2 separate regions of the Hordeum vulgare genome follow, and region 2 is linked to region 1. A link is a contact called in public Hi-C data. All regions are on one chromosome and are shown on one strand. The core of a region is the stretch at or near the end of the contact, and the rest is flanking DNA. Distances in the headings are between cores, read along the strand shown.

The links. A called contact is a pair of places that touch in the nucleus more often than the background predicts.
Region 2: a contact with region 1 is called in a Hi-C map of leaf, with 2.3 times the contacts expected there. The contact joins the promoter of LOC123444039 here to the enhancer-like site in region 1. A contact is called at or near these places in 2 of 6 Hi-C or Micro-C datasets (leaf and seedling).

The regions. Positions count from the first base shown.
Region 1 is chr3H:415,816,364-415,820,590 of MorexV3_pseudomolecules_assembly, forward strand. No RefSeq gene overlaps it. Among protein-coding and RNA genes, the nearest start is that of LOC123440071, 200 kb to the left of the region's middle. Within about 2 kb of position 1,683, at least 1 of the 3 cell types and tissues checked has open chromatin away from gene starts, as enhancers often do. A contact at or near this core is called in leaf, where this site is marked.
Region 2 is chr3H:416,352,394-416,356,432 of MorexV3_pseudomolecules_assembly, forward strand. LOC123444039 (CTD small phosphatase-like protein 2) reads right to left here and starts at 2,397. Exons shown (of 8, transcript XM_045120640.1): 1 at 2,225-2,397; 2 at 1,383-1,469; 3 at 203-390. The coding sequence starts at 359.

The DNA of each region.
Region 1 (4,227 bases), core at 433-2,932:
TCCATGCCTCTATCACAAATGGTGTAGGTGTACTCTTGTGTTTGGACTCCTCGTCGACAAGTGTGAAGCTCCGCTCAAATCTATTCATGTATACCACAGGATGATTAAGTAGTATACCATTCAAGAGGGGATCAAGTAGAAGGAAACTGAAACATCGGCACACACACATTGTGCCTGTTTTTTCTTAAGTTAAAAACAATTACAGCTTGAAAAAATCCAAATTTTTGTGCGCATACAAGTATAGCAGTGCAGTATAATAAGCCCACATTTCAGCAATATACATGCTTGCATGTCAAAGATAAAAAAACAAAATACATACAATTTTACGGCTTGTGTTTTGTTGTTTTTGGGCAAAAATTTCATATGTTTTGTGTGATACACAATACAACGTATCATTAAACGGAATTTCACAAATACTTAGGCTGGCCATATAGTGGGGGTATCATAGCTAGTACCATATCCTTGAGACTAGCAAACATGCTGATGTAATAAATAATTAAAAAAGAGGATTAGAGTAACATAGATAGATATCGTATCATGTTAAATGCTATGCTAATATGTGTCATGCATGTCAATAAATGAGATCATCTATAATACTACCTCCGTCACGGTTTAGAAGGCACAATTAAATTTACGTGCATTTCCACAATAGACAAAGTTTAAGGCGTATTGCATTTACTCATATCTTCTAATTAGTACTCAATTGTACTAATTTTATATGCATGCATAGTGTGAATGCTATTTTTTAACTCATTTCACAGCCAATTAATAATCACCTAGGTTTTAGAGAATTTCCATGCACGCCTTCTAAACCGTGATGGTGGGAGTACTACTTTATGATGTTATGCACTATGAAGGTAATATCATACAATATTATAATATATATGATAACACTATATGATACTCTCCACTATGAATAATCTTAGACCACATGCATGCGTATTCATGTAAAAGATTTATTATTATTTAAATCTTTTAAGCACCTTTTTTGAGGAGTTCAAAATAGAGTGGTCCATTGCTTCGTGCACCAAAAATCCGTTGTATCACATAGCACATATAAAAAAGAAGATTTACCTTTATATATACGAAGATTTACCTTTATATATTGGGTATTAAAGAGTTAAATATGAGGGATAGCTTAGCTCCATACATTTTATTTTAATTTCTCATATTTCAGGAGGTAAGATTTGAGAAGAATTTGAGGGGATCTTTTGAGCCCTAACCCACCCAATCTAGCTAGGAGTTGCCATTTCCTTTTTCGTTTCTCTTTGCCTGATCAAAAGCAAACTGTTTTTACTTGTAAATCTTAATCTTCGGCCCTGCTTTGCTTCCTCCACACGGTGGTTGCATGTTAGGCCAACAATCCACCGGCGTGGATGAACTCCTTCACCAAGCAACCAAGAAAAGAAAAGAAAATTCTCGAGAATGAAGTGCACGCATGTGGCAGACAAGATTACACGTCGCGCGTATGTAAAAGCAAGCACGCTTTGCAATTGGATTGCAAAGCGTACGCGGATGGGATGGTTATGGGCTACGTACGTGGCAACCGTATCCGTTGATTTGCTTTCGATAAATCGTTTCCATTATTATTGGTCTCATCATTGAGGCGAGACGGACGACCAGTGTGGCACACGGCCTCGAGTCGAGCAAGGGTAATTTCATGTGTGGTCTATGCCGTGATGCGCTGCCCGCATAAGTTTCCTACACGTTGTTGTCATCCTAATTACGCTGACTAGTGACCTCTATACGGCTATACACGTGTGCCGCTTGTTTCTCATTATTCACATCCCTTTCTCATAAGTAGCGAGTACTTCCGAGCAATCACCACACAAATCATGCATGGTCGACAGCAAAATTGCATGCTTGGACTGTAAGGATGAATACCTCTTCAAACAAAATCGTCATGATTGACAGTAACCAAGGGCTTGTTGGAATGAAGAATTGGTACCAGATTTTGAAGAAATTCGATTACCACCGTGTTGCTTACTTGTACTAAAGATGAAATAGGAAGATGTGTTCCCAGAATGGACGAGATACGAGTAGAGAAAGAGAAGTTAGCAAAGTTTGGCAAGACTGAAATGGACATAAGAACATGAACATGTATTGATGTACTCCGTTTGTTTCAAAATAATTGTCTTAACTTTGTATTAGCTCTAGTACAAAATTGTATTAAGTTTAAGACATTTATTTTAAAACAAAGGGAGTACCACATCGGCTAATGCTTCCATGTTGACGCGATGTATTTCATCAGTTGACCGAAGACTTTATTGTTGGTGTGTCGATCCATCCATCACGAATTAATATAAATGCCGGTTCAACATGAACTTTTAAGAAAAAACAGGCAAAAGATTTGCCACGTATATCAATTAAGAGAGAATAGAGTTTGTGTTCCAAACACCCCCATAAAATACAAGAAAGAATCACTCTCCTAGCATGATGGACCCTAGTTTTCTAGCTGTGGCGGCGACCCAAAATGATGCCTCGCTTTTGATGTTGTCGAAAATAACCGTAGGTGGAGCGGCCTTGTTGCGGAAGACGCGTGTGTTTCTTTCGTTCCAGATCGCCCACGTGATGAGCATGGTGAGCAAGGCCATGGCCTTCTAGCTGGGGACGGAAGTGCGAGTCTACCCAAGCCACCAATCTAAGGTGGAATGCCTCAAGGGCCAAGTGGAGGTATCAACGTGAATGAGTTGCAACCACACCTTGATCAAGCCCCATAATCGAATGGTGAACCGACGTTTGAAGAAGAGATGGTCAACCGATTCATTCTCACGAATGCATAAGCGGCACGTGCCATAGTTTGACCAACCACACTTGGCCATTTGATCCGAGCTCCAGACTCTATTTTGGATGGCCAGCCAAGCAAAGAACATTAACTTGGGTGGAACCGAGATTTCCCACACTGCATGCTCCAAGGGAGAGCGAATGAGGCCAAGAAATTACGCTTTATAGGCGGACTCCACTGTGTAGAGGCCACTAGCAGAATGCTTCCAAACAATGCCGTCTTCAATATCCTCTTGCACGTGGAAATCCCGGAAGGTGGCCCAAGGCTCGAGGAATTGCCTGAAGTGTTCTATGGAGAAGCTGGACGACATCTGGATCTTTTTAACCCAAGCATCATCCTTTAGTGCTTCCCGCACCTTCCAATTCTTCCTTGTTGATGTCGCGTAGACGAGAGAGGCCATGTCCATGGGTTTGTGGTTGTGACCCATGGAGAGTCCGAAAAGGGAGTGCACGCGCCACTGCCCACGACAATAGTTGAGGAGGCATAGAAGAAGTTGTAGTCTGCATCACGGCATGGGTTGCCCACACGAACCCACATCTTCGTTGGCTCCTTCGACTCAAACCAAATCCAATGAAGCCTAAGCGTCCTGGCAAATTTCTCCGTGTTTAGCACTTCAAGACCCCCATTGGAGTTTGGACAGCAAAAGGTGTCCCAATTAACCTTGCATTTGGCCCCGATGGTCTTGACCGTTCCTTCCCAAAGGAACGCTCGCCCAAAAATGTTGAGATTTTTTATTTAGTCTGATTCATGCTATTCCCAAGACCAATGCAAAGGTCCTCGCCATCCATCTTTTAGCCACCACATGCTCCACCTTGTCTCTAACGTGCAGGTGCTTTCATCAAGACAAGAAGCATCCACGATAATTTTATGTATGTGAGGAACCTCACATGGAGGCTCCACAAGTGCAAAACACCTTCCCTTCTCTTCAAGTTGGACATTTGAAATACATTTGATTCAGTCAAGTGGGAGTATATCATCGACCTCCTTCGTCGTAGGGGTTTCCGGAGCATTTTCTGAGATTGGATAACGGCCCTACTTTCCTCCTCTTACTCGTGGATTCTCCTCAATGGCGTCACTGGTAGACCCATCTTCCATGGCTAGGGCTTTTGACAAGGGGACCCTCTGCCCCCCTTGCTATTTGTGATCGTGATCGACTCATTGTAAAGAATTCTTGAGATGGCGGCTAGTAGAGGGCTATTCCATAAAACTCATGGTCGTGGGGTTCTTTTACGAACCTCGTTTTATGAGGACGGTGCGACAGTCTTCATGGCACCTAACAAACGCGATATTGACCACCTCTCCACCACCCTTCATCTCTTTGGTGACGTCACCGGTGTAGCCACCAACTTTCACAAGAGCTCGGTTGTCCGGATCCGTTGTGGGCACATTAAACTGCTCAACATCCTTCAAAACCTTCTCGCGGCGTGCGGATCCTTCCTCAT
Region 2 (4,039 bases), core at 1,147-3,646, 540 kb after region 1:
AAAATTCCAGTCAAGGGTACACATTTATCACCAGCATAGAGAACCAATAATGGACATTGGAGCTAACTTGGAAGGTTTCTTATTTGAAACATAGGGAAATATCTACGTTCAATATATTTTAGTCATAAGAGAACAAGACACCTATATTCCATGCACATGCAGTCACCTCTTCTCTTGAAAGAGCAACCATGCAGTCACTTACCATCCTGAGGGTCCTTGTAAGACGAGTTTAACACAAATGCCTGCTCGAACTCATCAACTTGGGAAGGCGAGATTTTCACCGATTTCATGGATTTGATGTCAAACTCACTCCCGAAAATGTCATCATCAAACTTCCTCTTCATTCTCAGTGCTGGCATCTTGATCAGCAGTTCAGACTGCCAAAACTGTCTGCACATCCATTACAGAAGTTACAAAATACGACTTTAAAGAAGGAAGAAAACACTGAGGCCCAACATTCAGAGATATACAAGGAAACAAAACCATAATAGTTTAATGAATACATGCCGTGCCAACATTTTTACCTACCCTGTCGGGTTACTTGGGAAAAAGGGGAAAGAACACTTCTGCCTTCCTTATTCAGCATGGACTACGAAGTGTATAATGTGTACTGATATTAAACAAAAACCTAAACCCATGGTATTTTGCAGAATAAAGTAAGAAAAAAGAGTCATCGAGCTTCTGTGACATATACACACCTAAAGCAAACAGACCTCATCAGTGACTATACTAAGATGGCGCGTAGGTCTGATGTTACTTGGAAGTATTCAAGTAATGCATGTGCAGCAATAGTATTCATCTGACAGCATGTTAGTGACCCAAGCAGCACAGACATGGCACAGTGTCCTCTGGTGAGCTAATATTGTGTACCACTCCAATTCTCCTTTACTTACCCTCCTAGTACATACAAATAGAGCAATGCCAACAATATGTGCGCAACAAACAGATTTAACATAAAAAGCATCCTGTGCTTCCAATTTTTGTCACAATCTTCAGTACAAACAATACGAGAATACCAAAAGGCTAATGCACATTGCAATTTTTCCCACACCATAAAACCTTCAGCATTGTGCAACATTGCTTGTGCCAATTGTGGACAGGATTGATAACATAACCAGAACCCCAAAAGTCCTGCCTCTGAGTTGCTGTCTCACACAGTTTGCACAAGCAAACACATAAACCTAGAAGTGTAACGTACTTGTGTTCTAGTATTAATTACTAATGTTGAGAAGCATCAAAGGTAAGAAAAAAGGATGCATGAGAATAAGAGATTTCAGGACAAAATCATCTGTGTTGCCAACATATACTACAGCAAAAGAATTACTTTTGGAGCTAGGTCGACGGAAAAAGGCTCTAGCAAAATAACAAAGGGCATCCAATACCTAAGTTATGTTTTAGACGGAAGGCTTGGAATGAATCTGACTTTGAATTGATAAAAGCCATAGTCGGTCAAGGAGTACAACACGGATCTACAAAGGCAGCAAAACATCTAGGTTAAGCAACAACAAGGTAAGATGGCGTAAACTAAAACGAGAACCCAAACCCAAAAGGAGAAGAACAAGTAAATTTAGACGGAGGGAAATATTTCCATAAAATTATTTCTTTGACTGGAGGGATGTTCCCACTACTCCAATTGAAGGGGGTAACCAAAGAACAGCTGAAAAAACTGAAATTACAACAAGCAAACCCTACAAGTAGTGACTTGAAAACACTCAGATCGCCGCCGTGCATTAGAACCCGACAAACTGTCGAGTGGAATTAGAGATTTAGCTAGAAATTGCAAGCTGGGTGCGATTCCGGCAGAAAGAACTAGTGCCAAGGTAGCGAAAGCAAAGCAGCAGAGTCCAACCCGACGGAAGAAAAAATAGAAATCCCCAACCAGAAGGAAGGTGGAAGGGTTTCCAGACAAGCATCGCCAACTATCGTACTCTAGCGAGTGCGGAAGAATCAAAATCTCGCGTGTTTCTAGTCGGATTTAGGACCGGGCGCTTCAAATTCCCCAACTTACTTCCCGAAAAATCGACCAAAACCCAAACCCCCCGGCCAGGAGAGGGCGCGGGAATCAACCCCCGCGGCGTCCGCGAGCCGAAAACTCGAGACGAGCCCCCAGCACGCTATACGAAGACGAATTCCTACCGAATCGAGCAGAGCTACTGCCAGCCGCTAAACATCCATCCCTAACCGCGCCGGGGCGAATCCAGGAGAGGAATTCCGCGGAGCTTACCGAGGCGATGCTGGCGCGGGTAGCTCCGGCGCGTCCTCCCTCTCTCCCTCTCTCTCGGCCTCTCCCGGAGGCGGAGGCGGACGGAGGAAGAGAGGAGGGGGGGGGGGGGGGGAGACCGGTGCGCGCAGGCAGGCAGAGAGGAGGGGAAGACGCACCGGAATCACAAGAGGGGAGAGGAGAATTATGAGGGCTCGGTCTCCGATTTGGTATAGCCCGTCTCCACTCGTCTTCGACCGGCTCGCTGGCCGGTGGGCCGCGCGCGCGGTCCGGGCCCACTTGTCATGCCGCCAGAGACAGCTGTGGCCGGCCGTGTCGAGCCCCCCGACTCGATCGCCTTCGTACGCGCCGCGGCTCGCCACCCGCGAGGCTTTTTCTTCAGGTGGATGACGCGCGGGGCCAGGGCGATGCTGGTTCGGGGTGTCAGTGACGGAGGGGCTGCGGTGAGATGTGCGGGTGGGATTACGGCGGTGTGAGAGGAGGGGCTTGCGGCTTGGTGTGGGCTTGTCAGGGCCGACATGTCATAGGGAGGGTTGCGTGTCGGGGTTGGTGAGCAAGGGTCAAAGCCGGGAGGGCACACGGACGGTGCGGATGGAGGGCCGGGGCCGCAGAGGCGGGATCCCAGCCGTTGGGTGCCCGGGTGACTGCGATCTGAGTCATCCTTCTTCTCGCCCGTCGCCTCACCGTCGAGGAAAAGATAGGCGGTGCGCTGCGGCCTGTCGCACTCGCACGCTCACGCGCGCGCACCCGCCCCGCCATTCCGAATGTTTCCCGCCCCGTCGTGAAAAACGCCCACGACTGAATGGGCTGTGAGTGCTATGTTATGTCCTCAATATATTCAACTGATGTCAAAAAAAAATTCTTGAAAAAAATCCAGATTATTATGAACATTCATGAGAAGTATATAAAAACACCTTTATAAACATAATACAAAAATTTACAAGACCTATGAACCACTCAACGGGCCGCTGACGTGTTATTGCCGTCGTTCTTGTACCGGAGCATGCCTCGTCGATGACAGTCGAGAAGTTGTCCCCGTTAAAACGTTGAACCGATGTGAAAAATCTTACACCAAATCTTGTCGTCGTGTACGTACGAGAAAGCCTAACCTCGGTACCTCGAGGAGCTGACAGAAATCTACGCCACGGCTCCCTTTAATCCGCCAGCAGCCCGTAAGAGTGTCTCAAGCTAACTAAAAATTCAATAGTTTTATTCTTTTTGTCACTGGTAGGAAAACTCCTTATAGGATTATGGGATTTTAGAACTAGCAACGTACGTCCAAAACCGAACACGTTCGTTGACTTGTCTAGCCACCAGCGAAGTTGAGGAAAAGAGTGAATGCCCGTGTCTTGTAGACATTAGCGACGTCCTTCCGGTTCAAACGTTGATATAGGGCCTCCCACACTAGCGGTCGTCTTTCCTTTGCTCTACAAACACTCAAAACAAAAAATAGGACGGTGCAGGATGCGCTCCGAGATGAAAATCAGTTTAACGATTTGAGACATGGGGACGTGTTGCCCCTAATATCGGATTTTACTCTCCTATATCGTATGATCACTAATGCGACAACGGGGATTAGGGAGGGAAGCAGATACCAAATCTGCTGGAACCTCAAGACAAAAGGAAAATACACGGCTAGCTGAGCATACAGTGCTCAATTTCGGGGTAGAGTACAAACAGACTAGGAACAACTCGTTTGGAAGTCCAAGGTATCGGGAAACATCAAGATCTTCGCTTGGTTGCTAGGGTAAAAACGCCTGTGGACAAATGACGGCTTGCAAAGGCGGGGTTGGCCTAATAACAGCTATTTCTGTCCTC